2 separate regions of the Anser cygnoides genome follow, and region 2 is linked to region 1. The links are chromatin contacts, called in public Hi-C maps. All regions are on one chromosome and are shown on one strand. Each heading gives the region's core, a stretch centred on a gene start, on an enhancer-like site or on the middle of the called end of the contact. The rest is flanking DNA. Distances are from core to core; before and after follow the strand shown.

Evidence for each region. Hi-C and Micro-C count contacts between places; a contact is called where the count stands out from the background.
Region 2: a contact with region 1 is called in a Hi-C map of liver, with 3 times the contacts expected there. The contact joins the promoter of CLDN11 here to the promoter of TNIK in region 1. A contact is called at or near these places in 3 of 7 Hi-C or Micro-C datasets (granulosa cells and liver).

What each region holds. Positions count from the first base shown.
Region 1 is chr9:21,849,739-21,852,726 of Taihu_goose_T2T_genome, reverse strand. It overlaps TNIK (TRAF2 and NCK interacting kinase), which reads right to left and starts at 1,415. Exons shown (of 31, transcript XM_067001986.1): 1 at 1,065-1,415. The coding sequence starts at 1,121.
Region 2 is chr9:22,110,917-22,114,069 of Taihu_goose_T2T_genome, reverse strand. It overlaps CLDN11 (claudin 11), which reads left to right and starts at 1,556. Exons shown (of 3, transcript XM_013174715.3): 1 at 1,556-1,984. The coding sequence starts at 1,759.

The DNA.
Region 1 (2,988 bases), core at 166-2,665:
CGGCGAGACGCCGTGCTGCCCAGCCCCGCCGGCGGGGAAGGGGGGCACTGGGGGGGGTCCGGGCTGCCCGGAGCACTGCGGTGCCCCCACCCCAAGCAGCCCCGCGCCCCCATAGCGCCCCGCAGCACCCCACCTGCCCGTGGTCCCCGTTGCCACCCAGCCGGGGGGGACGGGCGGCGCTGGGGGCACCGCACACACACCCCGGGTGTACGCGCAGCCATGCAGCCGTGGGTACGCGTACACACGCTTGCGTACACACATCCAGCCCTACATGTGTGTTCGGATGCACGCACACGCAGGCACACACATATATACATACCCGTCTGCATGTGCACGCTTATATATGTATTATGTACGTGCAGGGGCATACGCACACATTATGTATGTGCAGGAGATATGCACACGCATTTATGTGCGGGCAGGGGGACAGGCACACACGTTTAGGTACGGGCGGGGGATATGCACACACAGTTATATACATGCAGGGGACATGCACACACATTTATATGCATGCAGGGGACGTGCACACACAGTTATGTACGTGTGGGTGCGTACGCACACATTTCTATACGTGCAGGGGCATTTGCACACACGTTTATGTACGTGCCTGTGTGTATGCACACATTTATATATGGGCAGGGGTATAAGCATGCACATTTCTATACGTGCAGGGATACATGGATGCACACACATATACATACAGGGCTTTATGCATGCATATTTCCATACGTGTAGGGTGTACGCAGGCACATATACATACGCAGGGGTATATGCATGTGCATTTATATAGGTGCAGGGGCACACGCATGCACGTTTATGCGCAGGCAGGGGCACACGCACACCCAGCCATGTGCGGGCAGGGCGGTACACACTCGCACACACTCGCACACACTCGCACACACTCGCACACACTCGCACACACGTGTGCACACTCACACACACACACACAGCCCGACACCCCCGCAGCCCCACGGCCCCCCAGCCTGTGTCGGGGTCTCTCACTCACACTCACACACACACTCACTCACACACTCACTCACACTCACACTCGCCCCGCGCCTCACCCGCAGCGCCGAGAGGTCGATCTCGTCCAGGCTCCGTGCCGGCGAGTCGCTCGCCATGTTTCCTCCGCCGCTGCCTCCGCTGCTGCCGCCGCCGCCGCCGCCGCCGGCGAGGCGGCCCCGCCGCCCCCGAGCTGGCAGTGGCGGCCGCCGCGGCGCTGGCGCTATTTAACGCCTCCCCTCATGCGGGGCGCCGGCGAGGGAGAAGCCGCCCCTCGCCCCTCTCGCCCCTCGCCTTAGGGGCGGCGGCGGCGGCTGCGGGCAGGGCTCGCCGCGGGCTGCGCCGGGATGGCGGCGGCTCCGGCTCCGGTTGCGGCTCCGGCTCCGGCGGCGGCGGCGCACGGCATGGCCGCCTCCCGGCCCAGCGCGCCGCCGGAGCCGCCCCTCAGGCACGGCGAGGCGGCGGCGGCGGCCGGGGGCGGGCAGGGGGCGGGCGAGCCCCGGCCCCGCGTGTGGGGCTGAGGGGGCTGGGTGGGCAGCGGGAGCCGGGAGCGGGGCTGGGGGGGGAGACGGGGGGCGGCCGGTCCGCCGGGAAGGTTTTGGGAGGGGGGGGTCCTGTGAGGGCGCCTCACGGCGCGGCTCCTGGGCACGTCGTGTCGCGGCCCCACGGGAGATGCGGGGTCGTGTCACGGCCCCACGGACGCCTCTGGGGGGCACGGAGCAGCGGCAGACCTGTCAGCCCCTGGCTCAGCACCGGTACCGCGTCTGTACCGCCTTCGGAAGGGGCCAAAACCCCTCCACATGCAGCAGCGGCTAGGTAGCCGGCTTCCTCTGTTTTACTTGCTTCCCTTTTTCGGATGTGGTTTCTGCCAAACCAGGTGCCATATATAAATATATACGTATAAAAAATCTGTTGCCTTTGAGCAAACCGTATGGAAGCTGTACTTACAACATCAACTCTCACAGGCTTGTGTCAGGATCTTACAATATGCAGATCTGGGAAGCGGAAACCCTACACATGAGTCAACTGGCAGGCGGACGGGGTTTTCTTACGCTTTTGGGTTGGGGATGCGCTCTGTGAATTAAAAAATAACAATAAATCATCCTGCAACCAGCTCTGCTCCACGGGCTGCGAGGGACAGAGGGACAAAAAGGGGCCGAGGCTGCTGCCCTGCCGCTGGCGGTGCAGGAGCTGCATCGACGTCTCGTTATCTTCATTAGTGCTGATGGTGGCACGGCTGATACGGGCTGGGAGCAGCCCAGAAGCGTTTCAGCTCTCAGGGCTGCGAGGCCTCGGCGGGACGGGGTGGTTTTGGTGGAGAAGCAGTGGGTAGCGGACGTGCGCAGGGCTGCGCAGCACCAGCAGCATGCCTGGCTTCAGCCCCTTTTTCCAGTCCATAACTCGTGACCCCCCCAATTTCACACACCGCCATTAGTCCTCGCGTTTAAAAAGCCAGATTTGACCAAAATGGTAAACTGAATAAAATAAACGCACATTTAAAAAACAGAGGGCTGTCGCATTGTCTCTGAGCACCCCCGTGAATCTTTGGTGGTGCTGTTTGTTTTTTTTTTGAACCAGATGCTGTCTGTGTCTGTCAGACCTGGATGTTGCAATGCTTTGCTCCTAGTTGTGAAGCTGAAAGCAAAACTGCTTGGGAACTCGTAACAAAGCAGTGTGGGACTTCCTACTGCCTTCATTGTTCTCCTGAAGAGAAATGCAAAGAACAGGATGAGGGAGGACGCTGGCTTTCTCTAATGTGCTTCCCATCCATGAACGCAAGGTATAATTTGTGAAACACATAAGGATTTAAAAAAAATAATATATCCTCCAGACCTGCAAATAGACAGATTGGCCTGATCCTGTGCATGCACGTGGAGCCCCAAGCTAAGCTGTGATTTAATTACAATCTATCCTCTGTCTGTCAAGATGGCAAAAACGCAGAGAACCCTTCTGTAACAATAACGTAAGACACACGGTGAGTGATAG
Region 2 (3,153 bases), core at 307-2,806, 260 kb before region 1:
CAGGTTTTGTAAAACCCACGGGATTATGTGGTTTCAAATCAGGAGATTATGCTGTGATCTGCTGAACACAATCGTGCCTTCCAAGAAGTGGAACAATACTAGTTTCACTCGAGAGATGACGTTTATCTCCTGAATAACAAACGAGCAAATGTATTTTGAGGGAAAGATTAAATCCACCTAGAACCAACCCCTAGACAATGTGGAGATGGCACTCGGACATAAATAACAGCAGTGAGCATCAAGGAAGTCAACGGCAAGACAGCAGGCAGCGTGGCTTCACAAAAATACGGTTAACCAGGCATAGAAGATGAAATGACGAGGAGCGTAGGCAATGATATAATGCAAAAGCAACCATTAAATTTGTGTTTATTATAAAAGCTCCTCTTCAGAGGTGATTTTCAGCCCTGTAGGACTGTTTAGGCAGTAACTGCAGTGTTCAGATGGGGCTGTGATAAAACAAAAGCTGTGGCCTTGTGTCCCTGAGTTGTGACGCTCAGGAATGTGAAAAATAAGGCTCTGCATGGTTTTGTTCGTGGTTTTTATTTTGTTTGCTAAAGAACAGGAAAAATACTGTTGGATGAAGAGCAGGATATATTTAATTCACGACTTACTAATCTTGGAGTGTGGCTTCCAATATTTCTGTTTCATTAACAGCCACGGGAATGAATCAAAGTCACCGTTCTGTATTTTTCATGATTTTTCCCCTGCCCGATGCAGTGCTGGAGGCACTCCGCTAGTGGTCTCCCCAGGCACGTTTTTTTTCCGTGTAAACCCAAGCCCTCTGCAAAATCAGAAGCTGTGGTGGACGCACACTGATGAAATTTCATTAGGGATGTGTTGGCGTCCAGTATCATAAATGTGTTTGCAAAAATACGAGTAAAAACGGGAAAAGAGCATGACTGCCTGTTTCTGCAGGTACAGAATTGCCTGTGAACTTTTCCTTTTGACATTTGGAAACGGGCTGTTCTTTGTTCCATGAAATAGGCTGAAAGTTACACCCATAATGAGTCTGAGTAAAAAGCCACTTATTCTAAACGTTAGCATTTAAAAATGGAAATAAGGTGCTGCCGAAAGCAAACTTAAGACTCTGAGAGTGTTAATTAAGACTTCTGAAACCTCAGGCACGAGAGAACGCAGAGATGGGTCTTTTATGTTTTGCAGTTACTGAAAAGATCAGAAAAGAAACAGGACCGATTATGTGCATTTACTGCAGGAGCGCTGGTGGCTTTGGGGAGACGATCAGTTCCATCTCTCGGGTAGCTCTGTCCACCACGTTCCTTGCCTTATTTTTCCGTGAAGAGACAGAAGTGTGATCGTTTGTCTTCAGCTCAAAAGCACTGCTTCGGTTTTTATCTCGAGCCTGAATTTTCAGCAGCCAGGCTGCTTGCACGTGAAGAAAGTCGCCTGTTTTGTCGCCTGAGCACCGTCGGAGGCGATTCTGCATCCCCTGTCCGCATCCTCCTCCTCCTCCTCCAGCTCCCTGCGATGAGCTGGCAGAAGTTGGGGCTCCCCCCTCGCTCCTCCCATGCGCCGTGGGGCTGGAGGCAGCTCTGACCCCTCCCAGGGAGGGAGCTGGGCAGAGGCAGATGTGTGTGCTGGGGGACCTCTTCCCACCAAAGTCCAGTCCCTCCCGCTCCCAGCTGGCGGCAGGTCCCAGCAGCACGCATCCTGCCCTGCCCCGCAGAGCTCCGCAGCCGGCTCTGCCAAAGCTTTGCCTCTGCTCTCGGGTCCAGCTCGTGAGACCAGGGCGTCGTCGACATGGTGGCCACCTGCCTGCACCTGGCTGGATTTGTCTGCAGTTTCATAGGGTGGATCGGGGTGGTGGTGGCGACCGCCACCAACGACTGGGTGGTGACATGCGGCTACACCATTACCACCTGCAGGAAAATGGACGAGCTGGGGTCCAAGGGGCTGTGGGCAGACTGCGTCATGGCGACAGGCCTCTATCACTGCAAGCCCCTCGTGGACATCCTCATCCTGCCAGGTACGTGTCCCCATCCGTGCCCTCGTCCCTCCTGCCCCGAGGCGCTGCTCCGTGCGGTCCTGCCGTGGGGTGAAATGCTGGCGAAGCTCCTTCTACTTCACCAGCCCGGGAGACGGTCCATTAAGTATGCTAAGGAATTTGAGTGATAGCCCTTAACATGATACCCATTAAGTTCTACCTGGTTTTAATCGTGCCTAGGTATGATGTGTTATCTCTGGCTATTCAAATCCACTTAATGCTATCAATCATTGCCCTTAATAAACACTCGCTGTTCCTTTCACGTCTCATTTCCAAGTTGTATCACAAAACATGTATAGTATATTGAGATCTAAGAGAGTATTTTGAGTTTCGCTTTGAGATGATGATGAACTGTTACAAATGTTAAGGATCTATTCCTTGAAATGATTTTGAGTATAATTAATCTTTTGACATCTATTATTAATGCTGCTATGGCTTTTAATCTTCTGAAAGGTTGTCATTGGTCTTGACGGTCTTGTCCTTTGGGTATCTTCTAACACAAGACAGAGCTTTTACACAGTAAAGAGATATAACTACACTTAATTTGTCATGATACTTTCTAATCATATAGTAATTTTCATCTAGTTTACTGCAAAGCAAGCATTAAGCAAGGTGTTTCATGAGTGTTACTACATCTTTTGAGCTAACTAAACCCGTCTTTGTGTGATCCTGTCCCTGTAAGTTCAGTTAATTATTTTACCTAATGATTTTACCTATTTAAATTACTGTTAACTCTGTGGTGTTTCTTTGTTCTGCTACATTTTAGATTACACCTCATCAAGAATTTCAGAGGTGCCCCTTCCAAATCTGACAGGGCAGAAATAACCATTCCTTGTAGCTTGCATTCATTTTTCCTTATTTATTTGTTTAAACTGTTGTGGAAATAATTTCACAGCTGTTAGAAAGATTATTTCTGAAATACTCTCTGATACAATGCCTAGTCAGTATTACACAGTGTTCAGCAATTTTAAATCTCTCAGACCAGCTCCTATTCTTCCTTTCCGTGCATGCATACTTATATTTTAGTAGATTTACTTTCCTTATAGCTACTACTGTTCTGCATGATACAGCACAGAATAGAGAGAAAAAGCTTGCCCAGAAGAAACAGTATTGAATGAAATTTAATAAATAAGTGAATAAGTCTTTCATCA